Regions from separate parts of the Mus musculus genome. Here region 2 is linked to region 1. A link is a contact called in public promoter capture Hi-C data. All regions are on one chromosome and are shown on one strand. The core of a region is the stretch at or near the end of the contact, and the rest is flanking DNA. Distances in the headings are between cores, read along the strand shown.

The links. Promoter capture Hi-C pulls out the DNA fragments that hold promoters and counts their contacts.
Region 2: a promoter capture Hi-C map of the 3T3-L1 cell line shows a contact between it and region 1, with 13 times the contacts expected there. The contact joins the enhancer-like site here to the promoter of Lrig1 in region 1. A contact is called at or near these places in 16 of 39 promoter capture datasets (the 3T3-L1 cell line, 3T3-L1-derived adipocytes, the C10 cell line and 8 more), 1 of 15 datasets of contacts at CTCF or cohesin (the NIH/3T3 cell line), 12 of 484 Hi-C or Micro-C datasets (the C2C12 cell line, Sertoli cells, embryonic fibroblasts and 4 more) and 12 of 115 datasets of contacts at active chromatin or transcription factors (craniofacial prominence, embryonic forebrain, embryonic hindbrain and 8 more).

What each region holds. Positions count from the first base shown.
Region 1 is chr6:94,698,414-94,703,279 of GRCm38.p6, forward strand. It overlaps Lrig1 (leucine-rich repeats and immunoglobulin-like domains 1), which reads right to left and starts at 1,732. Exons shown (of 19, transcript NM_008377.2): 1 at 1,049-1,732. The coding sequence starts at 1,272.
Region 2 is chr6:94,984,139-94,989,036 of GRCm38.p6, forward strand. No RefSeq gene overlaps it. Among named protein-coding and RNA genes, the nearest start is that of 4930511E03Rik, 43 kb to the left of the region's middle. Within about 2 kb of position 2,408, at least 11 of the 459 cell types and tissues checked have an H3K27ac peak or open chromatin away from gene starts, as enhancers often do.

The sequences.
Region 1 (4,866 bases), core at 482-2,981:
TTTTGTATTGTTTTTTTTAAGAATAACAATGCTATTCTACTCCACTTTGTTTACAGAAATCTAATGTTCCCAACGAACCCCAATCCCAGCAGCACAGAAGTGCACCTAAACTGACAGAGCTAGCCAGGCCCCCTGTCACCTTCTCCCATAGTAGCACTACTCCACAACTAACTTGTGCCATTTATGGAGGAGAAACTCGAGGGTAGGAGCAGACCCAGCCCCAGTGGATCAAGCCCAAGGGGACCCCAGGGAACAGACAGGAAGGGATCTGGAACACAGTTCCTGTACTTGCCAGCCATGCGGAAAAGAGCTAACAGCCACACTCAGACATCTCCAAGAACTGTCTCAAAGCTTCTCAACTCCTGGCTTCTTCAGGACAGGGTCCCTTTTGCCCTGGCCAATGCCAAGTCAAGCCACCACGATTGTCTGGTGATCAGGAGACTGCAACACATACTCACTAATACACAGTATAAATAGCATGAACCCTGGAGATGTGAGTCACTGTCATTCATTACCAACTGAAGGTAAGTTGAGGGAACTCAAGACACCTAAGGGCTGGGTTACATACAGCACAGGAGAAAAGATACAGCCATGGATCCCAATCCCAACACAGGCTCCTACACTCTGCCATTGCGTCCGTCTCACATGCACACAAATTCGCTCACCTCCACTCTACACACACACATATTTCGCGCTCCACAGCACTCTCACTCAGTTTCAAATCACAAACCGGTGGCTCACCTCCACGGCCCACACTCGCTGACTTCCAGACTTCACGAGGCACACTCGATCACCCTTACAGGATCACTCATGTCCTGCATCCTCTCCACAACACACGCTCGCCGCAAGGCAGGCTCCTCCAGAATCACGCTCACCTTCAAACCCCAGAAGCAGAGTCCTCTCTCCCGAGCTCCCACGCGTGACCTCCACTCGGCCACCCACAAGTCTCCCCAGCCCACAGAGCGCACTCCGCACCCTCTCCGGCTGAGCACACCAGCAGCCCCGTCTTAGTGACAGCGCCCGGACGAGAGGCAAAGGCGATACTCACAGGCTGCGCGTCCAGGAGGGCAGGTCCCGGGGCAGCGTCGCCAGCCCGCGCCCACTGCAGTCCAGCGAGTCCCCGGCGCAAGTGCAGGCGGCCGCGCAGGGGGCCCGCGGGCCAGCCTGGGCGCCCGCTGACTCCGGCCATTGCAGTAGCAGCAAGAGCAGCCAGAGCAGAAGGCGAGGCGCAAGGCGCGGGGCTCCGAGCACTCCCGGACCGGGCCGCGCCATCTTGTCTGGAACGCGCCGCGAAGCCGGGGAGCGAGGGCTGCGAGGTGCGGGCGGCCGCGGGCGCGGGCTGCGCTCGGAGCTAGGCTCCGCGCCGGGACATGGACGCCCGACTCCAGTCGGCTCCGGGGCCGCGGCGCTCAGCCGGCACGCTCTGCCCGGGCCGCTTCGCAGCACCCTGCGGGGACCGCCACCCCCGCGCCCATCCGGGCCGAGCCCCGCGCGCGGCGAACTCTGTGGAGTCCCGCAGTGAGTGCCCGGCCGCCGCTGCTCGTCCTTCCCGCCGCGCTGAGAGTCGCCTTCAGAGCTCGGGCGCACGCCGAGAGCCGCCGCCTCTGAGGACTGAAAACGCTTAGCCTCGGCCTCTGCGCGTGGCGCGGGCGGGCATCTCACTGAGGGCGCTGAGCTGATGATAGCCGTGGACCCCACGCGCCTGCCCGTCCCGGAGCGGCCGGAGCGCACCGTGCCTCAGCGCTGCGAACAATCAGCGGCCAGCCGCTCCGCGGTCCAGCCCCGCGGCCCCAGGCCCCGCCCCGGCTGCTCGCCCTCACACACCCCTCCGATGGGGCCCCGGGGCGCAGATCGGCCCACGTTGGCTGCAGGGCTACAGCATTACGCCCCGCCCTGCCCGTTGCTCATTGGCTCCTGGAGCGCCTTTTTGGCGTCCTAACCCATAAGAGCGCTCGCTCCCTGAGGTCCCGCCTCCGCTCGCTTTTCCCACCCAAGGTGTGAAAGGCGGGGACGGGGCGGGGAAAAGGAGAGGCGTGCTGCCTCCTCTTAAAGGAGACTTGTAGGGTTTTGGCTACCAAGTACCAGAATCTGGAAAAGTGGCCTAAGCTTCGGTCCATTGAGCCTAGGAGAAGAGAGAAAGTTTGTAATCCACGGGTTTGGGAGCTATCTGGACCCAAGGTTTATTCTGCTCTCCTAAACTAAAAACATCATGGTGGATTTACAGCAAACGAGCACCCTTTTTCAGGTGCCTTGCAAAAGAAAAAAAAAAAAGATTTAAAACTTGCTTTCATGAGTTTCTCAGCTATTTCCTCAGAGGTGGGGCCCCCTTTCCCATCTGTGCTCCACACTCGTTCTTCTTGATATCTTTAATCCAGAAATGTGTCCTTGACTACCGAAATGACTGTGTGCTGCAGAAATTGAATCTTGAGGGCACGCCCACTTCCCCGCCCCTAGTTAGTTGAAGGATAGTTCGGGAAGTGCTCTGGACTTGGATAAAGGGGGTTGCTGTGGTGGTGTGTTTTGTTATTGAAAATCAGTGCCTTTAAAATACAATTTCCAAGAAATTATCCGTGACGTGCTCTTTATAGACAGTGAGAGAGGTGGGGGGAGGGAGAGAGGAGAGAGAGAGAGAGAGAGAGAGAGAGAGAGAGAGAGAGAGAGAGAGAGAGAGAGAACCTGTTAGTTTGGCAAACACGGATCAGAATAGATTGATAGCCGCCATGTGAAACAGTGCTTGGACATAGGCGAGCACACGCGCGCGAACACACACACACTTAATGGAGTGGGGCGGGGGGGCGGGGGGAAGAGATTAGCACTGTAATACATATCTGCCGCCTCTGGGCGGTTTGACTTGCTGATGTCCGAACTGCACACAGGGTCAGGGAAACTAAGGCGCTGGAGTCTTCTGGAAAACATTTGTTCCAGCACGGTTAAATCTAACTTAGGCTTTATAGAAAGGGAGTAGGAACGCTGTTCATCGGGAAGAAAAACACCGAACAGTTAAAGGGATTTCATTACATGTTTGACATATTCAAGAAATACGATTTGATGCTAAACGTGGCTGTCCCTCAAGTTTTGCTTTTTTTTTAAACCAAAATTGGACCTGTATTTAGTAGTCAGGTGATTGTTGCCTAGCTGTCTGTGCTTTCTGTCTCTTTCTTTCCTTGCCTTCTTTCTTCCTTCTTTTTTGATTGTTTGAGTCTCATCATGTAGCCCAGACTCCCTCAACCTTATTATGCTCCTGTTTCAGTCTTCTGGAACAACTGGCATTACAGGTGTGTGCAGCATGCCCGGCTTTGTTTGCCATTCTTTTCATCCTTACACCAGCCTTCCCTTTCTCCTGATTGCCTACACTATAGAGCAATGCTGTTGGGTTTCTCTCCCATTTTCTGTATATCTCAGAAGTGATGGTGAAGCAGTGTCCACACGTGCATAAATTAAGCCAAATGTAATACCTCAGAAATCTTAACAGGAAAGCTCCAACTAGTATCTGTGTGCACATGCACGCATGAGCAGGAACATATGTGCTACACATGCAGTCCACATTAGCATACACCTTCCAACTGGATAAGGAGAAACAGGTCTCCTTGTTTTCATGCCCTTGGGTAGAAATAGGAAGCTGGGGAATGGAATATACAAGAGCTGCAAATTGGAGTCCTCTATCATGGTGCTTACGAATTTCAAGACAAAATAGTACACTTTAAAGATTCCTTTTATTTTTAATTGCATATGTGTGTGCATGTACGTATGTCTGTGAGTATGTATATGGGCATGAGTGCAGGACATCCAAGGAAGCCAACAGCCACTGTAGCTTAACACAGGTAGTTGTAAACCACCTGACATGGATGCTGGAAACGGAATTCTCTACAAGAGGAATACTTAACCACTGAGAAATCTCTCTGCCCCCCACCTTCTTTTTCTTTGAAACAACATCTCACTATATAGTGAGGCTAGCACCAAACTTGCAGCAATCCTCCTGCCTCGGCATCCCAAGGGCTGGGACAAAAGAGTAATTTAGACCAGTAGGATGGTAGAATGAGAGAGCAATTTGATCGTTGAAACTCACAAGGTGGAAGGAGAGAGCAGATTCCTGCAGGCTATCCTTGGCCTCCACACATGAGCACGCACGCGCGCACGCGCGCGCGCACACACACACACACACACACACACACAAATCTAATTTAAATTTTTATTTTAAATTTGTAATGATTTTTTTTTAAATTTATGTGTATGTGTGTTTTGCCTACATATGTCTGGGCAACACATGCATGCCTGGTGCCCACAGAGGTCAGAAGTGATAATCATATCCCCTGGCACTGGAATTACAGACAATCTTTAAACAAAAGAATTATTTAATGCAGAATGCTTGTGATCAGCTCTCCCTTAAAGAAACTTGCCAGGTCATCCCCACCCTGCCCCTGCATCAAGCAGCATAGTACACACAGTTCATCACAAGTCATGAAACCTGGCTGGAGATGACCTTCAGGCTGGTCACCACAGTAGAGTGTTCCAAAAGGTTCTCAAACGCTGTGGGTGGGACTATGAGATGCACTTGGGAACTCCTGGCATCCTAGAGGACAAGGTTTGAGAATCTGCAAGGTAATTTGCCCACAGGTGTACAGCATCCCCTGTGGTCTGGTTACCACACCACCAGAGAAGAGGATTCCAAACAGAGGGAGTGAGTCTTGGGGGGAATGGGGCGCCTGAGCCTTGGCAGTTCTTCTCGTCTACAGCAAAGCATGAAGTCATGTCTGCTCCTCACACCATGTATGGAAGTCTGCCCACATACTAGCAACCTGCATGCGATTGCACCAAGAGTGTGGGCTGGAGAGCAGAAATCCAGCTTAGGAAAGAATCGTCTGTAGC
Region 2 (4,898 bases), core at 1,158-3,657, 290 kb after region 1:
CCACACGTATGAAGCACCATAGCCACAACCAGAAATGGTCAGGTTAGTACATCATTGTGACATGCTAATATCCAGGTGTGGTCTTGTACGCTTATAGGCTTGTAATTCAAGTACTGGGGAGGTTGAGGCAGAAGGCTTCCAATTTCAAGGTTCACCTGAGCTACATAGTGAATTTAAGGCCAGCCTGGAACACATGGTGAGATCATACCTTAAATACAAAATAAAACATACATATATGCATATATAAAGAGTTTGAAATGGAGTTGACCTCTAATTGGAAAACAATTCCTCTCCTAGATGACATAGGCTATCAAATAAAAAGCTAAGCAATGTAAAATATGGGGTACCTCTTTTCAAATTGTGGTTAGCAGGGTCCCATAGACTGCCTCTAGATGTTACAGGCTATTGCCTTGCTCTTAATTGTCTCCAGATGGTAAGACTCTGTTGCAGATGCCATACACTTTAGTCATAGAATGTTGGGAAATCAAAGTGGTACTGACCTGGAAGCTTCCTCTCTACTGACTGCATGTCACAGTGCTGGAAGGTGCCGTGTAAACTACTGAGGGAGAAAACAAACCATCTGTGAGCCCTGTGAGCTCTAATAACAACTGGCCTGGCAGGGCAGGCTCACTGGGGCAATACTGGCATGGATGTCGTGGGAGCAATCAATCGTTTTCTGATTATAGTAAAGGCCTACTCCACAAGATGTGACTCATGCTCAGCAGCATCAATGGGGCCAAGAACCTATCAGCTTGCTAAGTCATAGGCTCTAGAAGAGAACCTAATATTATTATGCTGCTAAATGGATATAGCAGCAAACTAGTCTTCTCTTCATGTCATGGACTAGTGCATCTCCCAAGCCTCATCAGAGAAGCTTATGTTTTGCAGAGACCCTCGACTAGTCAATGCTCAGAAAATAATGACCCACGTGTGTTAAATAGCACATCTATATAATACCTCTTCCTCCCAGGGCTTTAGGGCTCACTACAGAAGAGGGAGCAGAGAGATAGTACAAAGCAGAGGTAGTTGATAAATACAGAGAAACTGTGTCGTTTTGGACATGACAGGGCAGCTGCACACAGGAACAGTGGCTATGACTATATGTGCAAGATAAAGCCAGACAAAATCCTAAGCATGGGTGGGGATGAAGTCACAAACTGAGGGCTTAGGGAACGTGGGCCCTGAGAGAATGCCCATGTCCAGTAGATGGCCTTATACCCATGCACATAGTGGCAGCACTAGGAGACTCCATGAGTTTAAAAAAAAAAAAAAAGCACATGAAATTGGGACAGAGTAGTGCTGGTGGAGATGGAGGAGAAATTGGAAAGATAAAATAAGAAAAAGAAAGAAGAAGGTTGATGGCAGTTAGACAGCCAAGGTGTTGTGTGAACTATTCTGAGTCTGATGGTGTATATTTGATGGTGTATATTTGATGGTGTATATTTACAGAGTGTTAACTTATTCAATTTTGCATTTCAACTTTCTATGTTTTAACTTAGGCTTAAGAGTTTGAAAGAATGTATCATACCCAAGCCTGAAAACATCCAGTTTATGAAAATGCAAACACAAATGGTTGTCCTTCAGTTCAGGACTCCCCATAGATTCCAACGGCTACAGAGGCACAGTATCAAAACGTATTTGCATGCAGCCTACCAACATTCTCCCCCACACTTTCAATCATCTGTAGATCATACAGAATACTTATTGCCATGCCAATGATATATAAATAGTTGCCATATTGTCCCATTTAGGAAAAAAATGATGTTACAGCTTGACTATGAAGTGCCCCCATAGACTCATATTTCAAACACTTGTTCCCCAGATGCTAGAACTATTTTGGGAGGTTCTGGAAACTTTAGGAGGTGTGACAGGGTTGCAGGAAGTAGGTCATTGGAAGCATTCTTTTGAGGCTAGAACAGGTCCTGGTCTCTTCCTAGTCCTCTGTTTCCTGCCACCCTAAGGTGAGCAGCCTGCAATACATGCTCCCAATGCTATGGTATCCTTGTTTCAGCACAGGCCTGCAAATGGCAGAGAAAGAGACTATGGGATATAATCTCTAAACCCTTGACAAAAAAAATCATCTCTGCTTTAAGTTGCTTATGTCAAATGTTTGCCATAGTGCCAAGAAGACTAACAACAAATGACAAGACAAAATAGGCTACATATTTCTAGCATGGCAGCAGTTTGATTGTAAAGACACAAAATCACAGATAACACAGCCTACTGCACACTTTCACATGCTCTGTATTAGACACAAGACAGTAATGAGCTGTGTTGATCGTGGGGTTGCCTAAGCGATACAGAAGTTGTTCAAGGATGATTTTTCTTACTGTTTAAAAGATCGTTTAGAAGAGTCCATAAGTGTGCTGTCTGCAACTCTGCAGTCATTCTCAATGACAACACTGCCCTCTAGTGTTCTCTTCTTTCTAGAACGAAGAGACAGTCTAGCAGTGTGTGCATACTCAGATGCATTGGTTTCAGGGACCACCACCAGCAATGTTTGTTACCTATCTGCCTGGAAGTGAACTCTAGTGATTCAAACCTGCCTCTTTCAACAGCTGCTCAAGCCAAGTCAGTTCTTCTGAAAGGACATTTACTAGGTATGCACAGACCAGAACACTGTGGGACTAAGACTGCAAAATAAGGGCTGAGATATCACCAGTCAAAGCAAGATGTAGAGGCAAACCTCCACGTCTGTTTGATGCCTTTATAATACTATTTCTGGAAAGTGTACCATTGTGGACTATCTTACTCATGGACTGGTCTCCCCTCTTCTCCCTGGAAAAAAATGATTTTCAAAAGTACAATTTCCAAAAGACAACACACATGATAGTTTTTCATTAAGATGGTCAGATGCACCTTAAAGCAAGCATCAAGTATTTGCAACAGCAGGGAGTGGCATATTGCACCCATTAACCATCACCCCAAGACCAGTTACCATCTACCACCCATATGCTGACAATCCAACTCGATCTGAATTTCCATCTTTTACTTTTTGAGACGCACTGACGAAAATGATACTTTATCAGTTTCATTTCATATTTTAAACATTGGCATCATTTCCCTCATACAAGTTCTTTGGAAAGAGAAGCTGGCAACATCCGCCAGCCCTGTTACTAGCAAAGTTGGTATTCTCAGAGTAAATTTCTCTTCATTGGATAATTTCTATTAATTGCATGCTATGTGGCAAAGGAGGGGGGAGGAGAAAGAGAGGTGAAGAGGGAGAAATTTCCTCTTGGTCACCCTGCAGTGATCTCCTTGGGAACGAAATAATAAGTAGAACTATCAAGGAGAAAGCACAAAGGCCCTTCTGCAGTGGGTGGTCACTATCGTTAATTCTTCATTGTATTTCTCACTAACCTAAAGCTCCTGTGAACTATTAAATTACTATGGGGATTTCCTCTGGGCTTCTGGCCCCAGCTGGTCTCAGGATGTTCTCAGCAACAGGCAGCTTGGGTCGTGTTCTCTGAACACCTGTCACCTGCTCCACACAGTAATCTAAATAGAATGTGCATACAAAGGGCCTTTTATCAATTATGCAATGATCAGCTTGGCTCGGGCTGAGCATCTGTGTGGCCCCCCCTTAGAATGTGTTGAATGTTCCCCAAACAGGCGGCATCAAAACACGGAGGGCAAGAAGGGGCATGAAGATAAGGTTGCTAGCTCATTCTTCCAGCTTCAGTCAGAAGAGCCTGAGCACACGGCGCTTGATCGGTGGGTGGAGGGAGATGTCTGTGGGAGGCTCAAGGCATGGGGTTTTGGGCAAAGCACAGTTAGCTGAGCTCCCCAGAAAGGAGGAGAGACTGGGTGGCTTCATAATTTCCAAGAGCATTGTGTTTAAAACAGTCTTTGTTTCTACATCAGTTGCCAGATGTCTTCAAGACTAAATTAGGGAGCTAGGGAGATGATCCTATCAGGAAAGTATTCACCATGCAAGGATGAGGGTCTAAGTTTGATCCCAAGAACCCATGTAAAAAGCCAGGCAAGGCAGTATGTATGATCCTGAAATTCCAGGGCTGGGGAGGCAGAGACAAGAGGGACCCTCAGGTCCGTTGGATAGTCAGCCTCATTGAATCTATGAGCTTCTGGATCAGTTAAAAATTCTGTTTTAAAGAATAAACTAGAAGGTGATTGAGGAAGACATCTGATGTCTATCTCTGGCCTCCATATGAATTTCACATTCATGGCATGAACACACATACACACACTCACACTCACAGACACACACACACACAGTCTATACTGAAAATGTTGGCAAGGCTATGATGAAAAGTTGCACTTAGTCTGCTGATGTAAAAGTTTCTGTGAGCTTTTAAGGAAGAGCAATTTAGGGGTGGCATCTAGAATCCTCATAACATACATCTAACATGAAGTAGAATGTTAGGGACCAATCTGGTTATTGCTCATTACTTTCTATGGGTAAGATACTTTAATGAAGCCCTACCAACAGATCCACTCCTATAAAAGTGAAAAAGATGACTTGATCACAGGGACTTTAGAGAGAGATCTCAGTTACTAATCTAGCCAACTCCATCTTGTTTCTGACTTCGTTTTGTTTTTTTCCCTTTCTTCTATGCAATGGTTGTCTTAGTCAGGGTTTCTATTCCTGCACAAACATCATGACCAAGAAGCAAGTTGGGGAGGAAAGGGTTTATTCGGCTTACACTTCCATGCTGCTGTTCATCACCAAAGGAAGTCAGGACTGGAACTCAAGCAGGTCAGGGAGCAGGAGCTGATGCAGAGGCCATGGAGGGATGTTCTTTACTGGCTTGCCTCAGCCTGCTCTCTTATAGAACCCAAGACAACCAGCCCAGAGATGGTCCCACCCACAAGGGGCCTTGCCGCCTTGATCACTAATTGAGAAAATGCCTTACAGCTGGATCTCATGGAGGCACATC